Regions from separate parts of the Anser cygnoides genome. Here region 2 is linked to region 1. A link is a contact called in public Hi-C data. All regions are on one chromosome and are shown on one strand. The core of a region is the stretch at or near the end of the contact, and the rest is flanking DNA. Distances in the headings are between cores, read along the strand shown.

Evidence for each region. Hi-C and Micro-C count contacts between places; a contact is called where the count stands out from the background.
Region 2: a contact with region 1 is called in a Hi-C map of liver, with 2.9 times the contacts expected there. The contact joins the enhancer-like site here to the promoter of LOC106033059 in region 1. A contact is called at or near these places in 2 of 7 Hi-C or Micro-C datasets (both in liver).

The regions. Positions count from the first base shown.
Region 1 is chr8:23,543,802-23,549,615 of Taihu_goose_T2T_genome, forward strand. It overlaps LOC106033059 (E3 ubiquitin-protein ligase HECTD3), which reads right to left and starts at 3,111. Exons shown (of 21, transcript XM_067001874.1): 1 at 2,680-3,111; 2 at 1,841-2,001; 3 at 1,075-1,167; 4 at 644-779; 5 at 69-184. The coding sequence starts at 3,009. It overlaps UROD (uroporphyrinogen decarboxylase), which reads left to right and starts at 2,303. Exons shown (of 10, transcript XM_013176369.3): 1 at 2,303-2,367; 2 at 4,339-4,451; 3 at 4,536-4,615; 4 at 4,851-4,913; 5 at 4,999-5,196; 6 at 5,434-5,595; 7 at 5,739-5,814. The coding sequence starts at 2,318.
Region 2 is chr8:23,590,257-23,596,586 of Taihu_goose_T2T_genome, forward strand. The region is part of intron 1 of ZSWIM5 (zinc finger SWIM-type containing 5); the gene reads right to left. Among named protein-coding and RNA genes, the nearest start is that of UROD, 47 kb to the left of the region's middle. Within about 2 kb of position 2,130, at least 2 of the 3 cell types and tissues checked have open chromatin away from gene starts, as enhancers often do. A contact at or near this core is called in liver, where this site is marked.

The sequences.
Region 1 (5,814 bases), core at 1,861-4,360:
ATGCACAGAGCAGGGGCTGCAGTGCCTGCCCCAGCTGCAAGCCAGCAGACAGAGGAGAAAAGCCTCACTTGACGATGGTGCCTTTCTTCATGTTGAGCCGCACCCAGTGCTGGCCCTGGGACCCGTCACTCTCCCAGTACGTGTCGGCATGGCTGTCGGTCAAACACGACACATTGAAGTCTTCCTGGAAAAGGGCAGTGAATGAAGGGAGGATCAGATAGGGGTAGGATTAATTTCCCTTTAGTGGCTACTTTTGACATGAATCGTAGAGCCAGAGGGCTCGTTCCCATTTGCTGGGCTGTGGGAAGACACAAGCAGTACAGAGCGCACGGGAAGCTGGGGCTGACTTGCCAGCGTACTCTGGAATCACACACAGACTGCAGAGTATGAAACTCTCCCTAAAACCAGCTTAGCAGCTAGTATTAGCATTTGCTTCTGGGATCACAGCTTGTACAGTTCCTCCAGAGGCCTCGTTACACAATACACTGTGTGACACTCCCCTCTGGAACTACGCCGTCCCTCCCATATCCTCAAACACAGACCAGACCAACTCAGAGCAGGGCGGAACACCATGCACGCTCCCTACCCCAACGGCACAGCAGGGCTGATGCAGCCTTGCTCCTTTTCCCCACACGCTACTCACCGTGTAGGATGAGACATCGATGCTGTCCACATACTGCTTGACGCTGCCCAAGTTCTCGTCCTCTTTCCCAATATGATCATACAAGAAATGCACCAGGTCTTCATCGCATTCGTAAGTCCATGTCGGGGGCACAAACCTACCAGGGCAAAGCGGTCAGCAGTCTGGAGACACAAGGACAGCAAGGCTGCAGTGACTCCTGCCAGGTGAATAGGTCAGGGAATGCAGCTCCATGTCCTGCTTGCCTTGGTCTCACCCTGCTTTCTGGTTCAGTAGTAGGAACTGTGCTGAGCCCTGCTCCCCTTTGCTTCCCCACTGCTTGTCTTCCCCCACTCCCCAGCTGACAAGAGATGGCTGTCTGAGCAGCCAGGGAGAGACGGTGGCTTGCACCCACCCACAGCTGAAGCATGCACGCACTGCGAAACAGCTCGTACCGAAGCCTCTCTACTGCGGCCTCATCCTGCTCCATGGGCTTGGGTTTCGCTCCCAGGCGCAGGGAATATGTCAGATCCACCACTTGCTCCCATCTGAAACGAGATGGAAAAGGAGTGAGAGAATCCCAAGGGAAAGGAGCAGGTGGTTGAGAAGTAGCTGGAAGGGGAAGACATGAATTTAAAGCCCCACCACACTCCTTCCTCCATCATATTAGGTCTCATCAGATGCCATTTCTGTTCAGAGCATCCTTACTTCTGCCAGTCCACACCCAGCTGTGTGGGTAACAAGCATCGTGACCAAGCAAAACTGGGTAACTCCTTATCTGGACTCCCTATTACCTCATTTTAATGTAAGAAGTGGCCAAGTGGGCTGGGGCTTTACAGTCCAGAGCAGAAAGGGCTGAGGGACAATACAACAAAATCTCAAGCAGCAGGACATAGCTGGATGAAAGCTTCACTGCTCTCTTCCATGCAAGGAAAATGAGACATCAAATGAAGACAGCAGGTTCACATTAACAAGCTGAAGACTCTAAAATACAGAGACCTAAGGTTTAACACCTCTCCAGCTCCTCACTGTGGGCAGCAAAATCTTGATTTCTTTTCTAAGTCAGGGTCTGCAGGGGGATTTTGACATTTCCTGCATGTTGCACCCTTCCAAGATGCCAGGAAAGCAAGATGCTGCATGTGTGCTTCTGAAGCCGCCCAGGGAGCCATGTCAGTTATCGTGACATACAGAGAAGAGAGGATGTGAGCCACAGCTCCGTACCTGATCACAGGTTTGTAATCAACCCCAAACAGCTGCTGCTGCCTCTGGATCCTCTCCGTGGACTCGACCGGGACCAGCCTGTCCCCTCCTTCTGCGTGCTTGCACACCAGGACCCAGCCTTCCTCCAGATCACAGCCACTCTTGTACTCTTCCAGCTGCTCCTGCATGGGAAAACGCATTCTGTTGGGATCTCCATCCCGGGCTCAACCACGGGACAGAGGCAGAGGGGAGAAGACAGGCAACGCACACCAAGATGCTGTAGACCCCAAGGGATGGGGAATCTGTCAAAGGTTTAAATAAACCCCCCGAGCCTGTCCTGCTCAGAAACACTGCCTGTGTTCAGACAGGCACCACCGTGACCCTGCTACAGCCCTGGCCACCAGAGGCGTGTTCACTGTTGCATGTAGGGCCCCGAGGTGCTGTGGCAGACCCCCCAGACGCCCTGCCCACACCCTGTTTTCCTGCAGGAGTAGGAAAATGATCCTCGGGTCGTGGCTGAGGCCTGGACCCGGGGCAGGAGGAGGGCGGTGCGTCCTGTGCCCAAAGGATCTGGGCTGCGGGGTGTGGTGTGCTGGGCTGGAGGGGGACGGGGGGGCAGCAGGAGGGAAACATGGGGGGGGGTGGGTGCCAGGGGGTGGCGGTGGGGGCGGCAGGAGGCACCCGGCGGTGACAGGGGGTGACCGGGGGCGGCCGGGGGGGGGCGGCCGGGCCCCTCCGCGGGCAGGGCAGGGCGGGGCAGGGCGGAGCGGCCTCCCGGTCCCGGAGGGGCACCCCGGGGAGGGCTCGGCGGGGATAGAGGGCGGGGGAGGCAAAGGGGGGTCCGGTGCCCTCTCCGTTACCTTGCTGAGCTTCACCCAGAGCCCGGCGCCGTTGCAGTACTCCTCGCCGGTGGCGCGGAGGCAGCCGCCCTTCCGCACCTCGATGGTGGCCCGCGCCGCCCGCTTGCCGCCCCGCGCCGGCCCCGGGCTGTCCCAGACGCTGAGCAGGCTGCGGGCGGCGGCGGCGGCGGCGGCGGCGGCGGGGTCCTTGCAGATCTTGTACTGCACCTCCCGGGGCACGTAGCACAGCGCGGCGGGCAGCGCCCGGGCGCGGCGGAAGCACTCGCTGCACTGCAGCAGGAACCGCAGCCGGCCCAGCACCTGGTGCGGAGCCTCCCCGCCCGCACGCATCGCGCTCCGGGCACCGGCCACCGGCACCGGGAGGAGGAGGGCGGGGGGGGGGGGTCGGTACTCGCGGGTTTACGGCAAACCCCGCCCGCCGCCGGGGCAAGATGGCGGCGCCCGAGGGGAGGACGGAGGCAAGATGGCGGCGCCCGTGCGGCGTACGGAGGGGCGGGGAGCGGGGCAAGATGGCGGCGTACGGACGGGGACAGGGCGGGGCAAGATGGCGGCGGCCGTGCCGGAGGCGGCGGGGCGGGGTGGTGCTAAGATGGCGGCGGCCGTGAGGCGGGGCGGGGGGCGGTGCAGGATCGAGCGGGGCGGGCCGGGAAGCGGCGCAGGATGGAGGGAGGCGAGCGGCTCGTGTGAGTAGCGGGGACCCGCGGGGCTGCCCCTGTGCCCGCTCCAGGTCCCGTGAGGGGGTCGCCGGTGTGGCCCGGGGGTCCCTTGTGGGGGACACTGGTGCGATCCAAGTGTGGAACTGGGGACACTGGTGCGTGGAGCTGGGATCCTGCACTGGGGGCTCTGGGGTTGCACTGGGGACACTGGGGTGGCACTGGGGTGATGTGGTACTGGGGACACTGGGGAGGTGTTGGTTGACCCTGGGGACAGTGCTGTGGCACTGGGGACACTGTTGTGGCACTGGGGTGGTATGACCCAGGGGACGCTGCTGTGGCACTGGGGACACTGGTGTGGCACTGGGGAGCCGATCCCGCCCTCAGATGGCTCACTGGGGACACTGGAGCGGCACGGACCCCCATGGAGGTTCTGAGCATCTGTCCCTGCGGCCCCCACCCGTCAGAGCAGGACGGTGCTGGCTGTCCCCTGCAGGGTCCCTGTCCCACCCCATGCGTGGGCAGCCTGGGCTGCAGCTCAGGAGCGGTGACAGCACCGGGAGGAGGTTGGGGACATGGGGTGACCAGCTCTGCGGGCGCCTGGAGCTCTGGGGACCCTGCCCCACGCCGCCATCCCCGTGCTGCACAGCGCAGATAGGGGCTGGGGACAGCCCGCGGCGGGGCTGCCAGTGCCCCGGGCCCTGCTGGTCCCAAATCTCCCCAGGCAGGAGCAACTGCTGCCCCTGATAACGTAATCTCACAGACCGGGGGCTGGGCATTGCCTGTCCCCAGGGAGGGCCCTGCTGTCCCCCCCAAAGAGGCCCTGGGAGGTGACAAGGAGGGAGCGTTTGTCACCATGGACCCAGCTGGGTGCAAACCCCTACCCTGCAGTCACCGGCCGGGGAGCAGGGACGAGCCACCAGCCCTGCACCTGCAGCCCCAGGGTCCTGGCGGGGCACCCGGTCCCCTCTTTGGTGCTAACACCCCTCTGCTTTTTCTCCTGCAGCCCCAAAGGCTTCCCCAAGCTGAAGAATGACACGTTCCTGCGTGCGGCGCGCGGCGAGGAGACGGAGCACACCCCGGTGTGGTGCATGCGGCAGGCAGGGCGCTACCTGCCTGGTGAGTCAGTGGCGGCGTGAGGGGTTGGGGGGCGGTGACGGGGGGGGCAGCACGCACCTTGTCACAGCTGCAGGTTCCTTGCAGAGTTTCGGGAGACCCGGGCTGCACAGGATTTCTTTGCCACTTGCCGGAGCCCCAAGTTGTGCTGTGAGCTGACGCTACAGGTGAGCGTCCCCCGGGGAGGCTGTGTGTCCACCATCCCCTCTGGAATGGGGATGGGGAGAAACCTTAGGTCTGGCCCTTACCTCCAGGTGGCCCCAGTAGGTTGTGCAGCCCAAATCTTAGCTCAGGGGTCCTTGGTTATCAGACAGGGCCCTGTCCCATCCTGGGGACCCCACTGCTGCACGTGTGTGTCCCAGCCCCTCACTCATGCTGCCTCTTCCCCTCTGCTATCCACAGCCCCTCAGACGATTCCCCCTGGATGCTGCTATCATTTTCTCTGACATCTTGGTGGTGCCTCAGGTGAGAGTCACGGCTGGTGGTGGGGAGCAGTGGCTGGGAACGGGGCTGGGTCTGGGACCGTTATTCCATTCTCCCCCGTTCCCAGGCACTGGGCATGGAGGTTGTCATGGTCCCTGGCAAAGGACCCACATTCCCAGAGCCCCTGAAGGAGGTGGAGGATCTGCTGAAACTACGGAAGAAGGTGGACGTGACCGCAGAGCTGGGTTACGTCTTCCAGGCCATCACGCTGACACGACACAGCCTGGAGGGCAAAGTGCCCCTCATCGGCTTCTCCGGGGCGCCTGTAAGTGATGAGGCTCTGCAAGGTGGGGTTCCCTGCTCTTCCCTCTGGGGTGACTCTGGTCCTGGCACCCCCAGAGCTGCAGGGACCAGCTCGTAGCCCTCCTACATGTGTAGGGGACACTAAATGCAGAGCTGCTGCTGCTGCTTAGGGGTCTGTCTTCAACACCGACCCCATTACCAGCCCCTCGCATGTTTTCCATCTTAGTCACCCTCCTCACTCCGCTCCTCTTTCCCGCAGTGGACGCTTATGTCCTACATGATTGAAGGGGGCGGCTCCACTACAATGTCCAAGGCCAAGAGCTGGCTCTACCGTCACCCTGAAGCGAGCCACCAACTGCTGCGGCTGCTGGCTGACGTTGTCACCGACTACCTGGTGGGGCAGGTGGCTGCTGGAGCGCAGGTATGTCCAGGGGTGTTGGGACAGGTCCGGGCAGGGGGGCAGGGACTGCGGACAGGGTGCAGAAGGGGTCTGGCTTCTGGGAGGAGGAGGGACCAAGGCACTGCATGGTGCCCGCAGCTCTCCCAGCTCCGTGTATCTGCCAGGCGCTCCAACTGTTCGAGTCGCACGCGGGGCACCTGGGCCCAGAGCAGTTTCAGGAGTTTGCCTTGCCGTACATCC
Region 2 (6,330 bases), core at 880-3,379, 45 kb after region 1:
AATCCCCACCCTCCTCCTGGGCTAGCACTGCTCTAGGCTCACGCTGGACACTGACCTGATGCAGGCAGGGCCTGGCTCCGATATCACCCACACGCGGAGCAGGTGAATGGCAAGACCCAGGCAACCTCCAAACCTAGCACAGCTCCAGCTGGCTCCTGAAGGAAGCAGCAATGGGTTTCTGGCGTAAAAGGAGGGCTGAGACCTGCCAGCACCAGCATGACGATGATGCTCGTCTGGAAGATGTTCATCTGGGGTCACCTTGCATTGCTCAGGGAGGATGTGCCTATCCATTCATGCCAGACTAACTTCAAGCTAAAGGAGCACAGCATCCAGCCAAGAGCCCTGAGCCAGACCAGCTAAATCCTTCCACCGTGCAAACAGCTGCGAGTGTCCTTGCGCAGAGACCTACTTGCAAGACTTCACACCGCATGCTTGTGCGCACAGGGAATTGTCACATTTTACCGGCTGACATCTATGCGCCTGCCTCAACGGCAAACAGACCCTGCGACAAACTCTCTGGAGCGCACGGGGCATGGGAGTATTTGCCTGCTTTTGGAGGTTTTCCATCTCAATGCAAGCAAAGGAAGCCAGGAGTTGCAGGGAACAGCCCCTCCTCACCTGCTTTTATCCAGTCCTTGGGTGTCTCTGGCGTTCTCCTGGCCCAGGGGAGGACAGGACCAAGAGGACACATCTGCTCACACGGCTGCCCATCCTCACTGAGCTCGCTTGTTTCTCCCCACCTCCCTCGGGGCATTACACCCAGTAACAATAGCACAGAGCTGCTGCAAAACAGTGCAAAGCTTCAATCTGAGCAAAGCTTCAATCCCAGAGCATGCCCAAGACAACCAGCAGACGCCAAATTAAAATGATTCCAGTCCTCAGCAGCCTCCCTCTCTCTCTCTAAAGAGCAATTGCTATTATTAATTTGCTTTCTCCAGATAAACAAGAAATTTATTAAAATCTGAAATAGACTGGGAGCGTGTGGGGCAGCAGAGGGACAGGAGGTTGCCACTTGTCTTTAAAAAAGAAATACTTCTACGCTGGATTACGCTTTCCACTTGCTGGCTCCCCAGGAACCTATTTCCACATCGTGCGTTTCCTCTGCAGGAGATGGAAACGTCACAAGCTCCAGAGGCAGCTCGAGGGCTCGTCCATCTTCGAGAGGAGGATGCACCAAATTTGGGACCCAACAGGTGAAATGTATATAGAAATAGAAATTTAGTAATAAAAATTAAGTGCATCTCAGTGATGAACGCATCACTGAACACATCTGAAAACGCAGTCTACGGGCTGCTGTCACAGATCATGATCTTGACATCTTACAGAGGAGGCGTATTTTTTGGTTTAAATCAATTCAGCTCCTTGTTTCAGGAAGCCACTCCATTAAACCTAGAGACGAATTCATCGTGGACAAAGAGACCCACACTTGTGGAGAGCTGAAAGCAGATCCTCCCACCCCATCCAGCCAACAAGAAGGTGATCCTCACGGCAGGTGGAACCACCTAACTGGTGGCATGAAACTTCAGCACAGCTTCCTACATCATCCGTGGTGAGGAGAGGTGGTTTGAAGCAGGATGAGCAGCAGTTCCCACCACGCTCACGAAGTGGGTTTGCAAAGGATCTTACAGTCATGTAACAGCCGCTCCAACAGCCTTGCTTTCATACATCCCCCCTTGTTACTCCAGCCATAAAGAAAGGATTAAAAATGGCTGCTGCTAGCACAATGCAAGTTATCAGTCTTATCAGTACGTCGAGCCAAAGCAGAAGCAAATTACATTCACCATATACTCAGCATTTGTGCGGTAGGAGTGTTTGGGAGATAGGAGAAAAAAACACGCAGCAGATAATCTGGACACCTAAAATACAAGCAGTGAGTTCACAGTCACGGCTACCTTCAGTCCTGGTGGTTTCCTATAGATCAACCTGCCTTTTAAATGAGTGACAGTACTGAGAGAACCTCTGGACAATCGTAATCCTACTCCACAGAGACCTCTAGGATGCAATAAAGCCCTCATCCTCCTGTCTTCTCCTCAACAGAGGTATGGAAACCCACTCCAGCACCCTCAGCATTTCCAATCACATAACCAGTGAGAAGTTCAACTTCGAGAGATCTAGACCACCAAGAGTTTCACTGGATTTAGGCAATTGGTATGAAGTGTGTTGGATGCGATGCCATCAGACCCATGAGTCTGAATAAACTAAACTGAAAAGAAATTAAAGCCAAAAGCACTGTGGGCTGCAAGCTTTACATGATCTTGAAGGCAGAGGCTGCTGAACCCATTACTTCCACTTCAGACATCAATTAAACTCACCTTTAAATTTTCAGCAGCCCGCATCTGTGCTGCCTGGCTATTGAAGCCAGCCAGTAACACTTTTGCACGTTCACTTTGTCTGGTGCCAACAGATCCATCTGCCTCAAATACAGGAGATCTCTTTTTAACACTCAAAAGCTAATGAAAAAAATCCCCTCTGGTGAAAGGACAACACTGGATCAGAGAAGTTTTATTAGCCCTTAACCATGCAAAGTTGGAAGCTCATCCCCTGTTTAATTCTAATACTCTGACTCTGTTAAACATTAACTGTATAAATAATCAAATACTTCACATGACAGAGCCATACTTCCAATCTGGGGCCAATAACCCAGAGGGTAATGAAGGGTGTAGTCTTCTGGGCTCAAGGATTTCCAGCGCTCTCCAAACACCAGAACAAAGGCTTTCCCTTCCCCCTCCACGGGCTTCAAAGCAAAAGCTTTGATTCACTCAGCGAGACCACATCAAGCCAGAGCACAGGCATGCGAACCTTATATATCTCATCGCACACCCTCTGCTCCAGAGACACATGTGAAACCACCAGCCATTGTGTGGTCTGAGCTCTGTCAAACCGCCCAGACCCCCTCCAAAAAAACCTTCCTCCCCATCCTCGCTGCCGCACGGGATGCTTGGGGACAGAGCCTCCCGCTCGCCCCCATCCACCCCCTGCCTCATGCAGTGACCTCACCCAGCTTCCACCCACCGTGGGCATGGTCCTCGACACACAGTGCCACCAAGTCCCCACCGCTTCTCCAGGACGAGCATTTTCCTGGCAAACAGCGCTTGGGTGAGACGGGAACGCGGCTCTCCAAGCGCCTGCGGTCTCACATCCAGCTCGCAGGGGCTGGATGCTCCATGCCACCAAAACCAGCTGCAGTTTCCATTGCTTTTAACAAGGATCGTGGCTGCGTGGCACCTCTGAAACTAAGCCCTTGGCTTCCTTGGGCTTCAGTTTCCCCTGAGTACAAAGCTGGCGTAACTCCCCTTCCAGGCTTCACATGGGTCTCTTAAGAAGCAGGCTGAAATTGGCGCGTTAGGAAATGACCGCGCCTTTGCAAAACACTATGGAAATAAAGATCTATAGAGGGGGAAAATAAAAAAGCCTATTTGATAGAAGTTAAAAATTAAAAGCTGCATTAAAAATATATCAGTCTGATGCTGGCTGTCCCCCTCCTCCAAGGTCAAACAAACTGAGGCGATTTTTTGGAATATGTAATCATCTAATGTCCAGGACTTTGCTGGTTTAGATTGATGCGATCACTTTAATGCTGACTGAAAAGCTTAAAGTGATTTTTGACAATCAAAGCAGCAGGAGCCAAATGGAGAAACATTCGACCCATTGCTCTGCCTAAAACCGTGCTTTCAATACTTCTGAGCTGACTTTGGAAAATTAGTATTGGCTTTGCCAGAACCCAGGAGAGCAATTCCGCATTAATTATCACTCTCACGCTGCAGACAGACATACAAAAAATACAATTGCAAGGCTTGTTCAGAACAGGGGATCCAGCAACAGGGCTCAGCACAAACGTTTTCTCCTTCAAGTGTTATTCAACCGCGCGGCTCCTGGAGAAAGCCCTGGGCTGTGCCTGCGCCGCCAGGTGAAGCGCAGACTCAGCAGAGCCTGCACCACTTCTGTCCACGTTGATGAATTGAGCTTCAGCACGCAGCATCTGAGCCGTACAAAACATGACCTGAGGTCAAGTGTGAGATGCGTGGCCCGGTCTTGTGCTACAGCGAACATGAAACCCTTCTGGAAGTGGCACCAAGTCCTCCGGGATGTTTGCTGGAGCGCCTCTGCTCCCGCTGACAGCCCATGCGGATGCAAGTGTGAGTGGATCAGACTGGGAGTGGGCTCATCATCTGAGCAGGGTGCTCACACAAAGCCCCACACCTTCTAGGAAGTCACCGGACTCCTTCCATCAGCTGTGCTGGGAAGGAAAGGCCCATCTCCAGCACTGCACATCCAGCTGCTGATGTCGAGCCCGTCACACCACCTGTATTCGATTAATTAGAGCACAGTGGTGGTGTCTGGAGCTGTACCGTGCTGGTACAGGGGCCTGTTTCAGCAGCAAGCTTCCCTGCTTCCCCCAGCAGAACCCTGATTTATCTCCTCCTGCTTAATGGGGAGAACACAATTGGGATGTACAAGCACAGAGATGGGCTCTTGCTTTGTCTTGAAATGTCTTTGTTTTGAAATGTTTTCTCTGGTCAGTCCATCCTTTCCAGTTCAAAGTCAAACAAAAGAAGCAAATTCACCCAAACTACCTTGTTGCAGCCTTTGGTGCCAGTACCACGAAATGTACCAAAGCAGAGCAGTCCTCCAGCTGTTGCTTGTTGTATCAGTCTCCATTCCCATGGCAGAGGCATGGAGAACCCAGGCGAGGCAGAGAGAAGACAAGCGTCCTTCTGAAGGGGAACAACTCCATGCCTCATGCAGCTGATGGAAAAGCCCTGCCAGGAGCATTTCTGATGGCAAGAGCTCACGGCGAGGGCTCTGAGGAAGGATCCACACAGCCTTTCCTTGCACGTATGTGGCTCAGACACCTACCAATGCTCACCTCTGGAGATGCAACACTCAGATCACAGTCCAGGCACAAAGAGCCCCAGAGCAGGGGCAAGTAGGCAGCACGATGCTGGGTCTGAGCTGTGCCGGGGCACAGGGATGGGGTGGCTGCCTCCCGTGCCCTCGTACAGCCACCCGTCACCTCAGCACCACCAGCAGCAGGCAGCCCAGGGCTGAGGGGAAAGCCAGGAACTGCAGTAGGGGAAGGGTGGACACGAAGCCAGGAGAGCCAAGGGCTCTTCATTAACCACGCAGCCAAGGAACCACGTCCAGGGAGCCCCTTTTTGACTTGCGCTTCCTCGTGCTACAGAAAACTCAGAGCTGATTTTACTCCTGACTTGCACATCCTGAGGAGGAGGGAAGGAAAAAGCCAGGCCAGCTGCTCAGGTCCCTGCAGCGGAAGAGAGGGCTGCACACGGCGATTCCCTCGGCAAAGCCCTGGTGCAACACAGGGGCAGACTTTCAGGTTGACTTGGCTGTTTGATTTCTTTAATGCAGTTTTGGACCCAGATGTTTTATAACAAACGCCACTGAGCGCGTACATGCGAGGAAACTAACTCTGATTTGAATATCCCTCAGAGCACACTGCTCTTATTAAACACACTCCGCAGAGCTATTCCTCCATGCAGCATTAGACAGTACAAGACGTTCTGGTAGACTACAAAAATTGGCCCATAAAAAATAAACACTTCTGCCTCACTAAGGGCATCTGGAATTGACCCAGAGAGCTTGTCTATTTTCATTGGTAGTATTTTTGCACAACAGAATAAAGAATTCAGTTCTGGATTTAGAGCAAACGTTCCTCAAACGCTTACAAGGAATCCTTCCTGAAAACATCGGCGAGCACGCCAGCCACCCAGCTCCCCAGGGGAGAACTGGGAGACCACTGTGCGGTCCCGTTTCGTGCAGGCGTTTTCCCCACAAATTCTCCTTCCCGCTGCCTCTCAGTAAATCACATCCTCGAGCAAATAAACTCATCCCCAACACAGGACCCACCCGCTTCCACTCCCACAAGCATCCAAACCCACCGTGGTGCAAACGTGGCAGGAGATGACAGCCAAAGGCAGCGCAGATGCAGCCTTTTATCGTCGTGCTCCTTTGATACGAAACCATGGCTCTGGAAGGAAAACCCATTAACGCCATTTAAACGTGATCCATTGCTACAGTTGCGCAGCCTTTTGCTACAATAAATGTCAGCTAATCATGTCTGCCCTGGCAGCTGAATGCAACAGCAGTGCAAATCCCCAAAAGCAGTTTCCTACTTGATATGTCTGGGGGCAAACGTGAAACCTCCCTTTGCCCACTGCAGTGACCGTGGTCGTTTCTGGACCTTTGGCACATCTGCTGCAGACAGGCAGTGCATCCTGCCATGCTGCTGTCGTAGGACATCAGCAAGACCACGAGCACGAGGCTCGGGAGAGCTCGCCTGACCCTTTCGCTCTGCTGAAGAAGTGAACG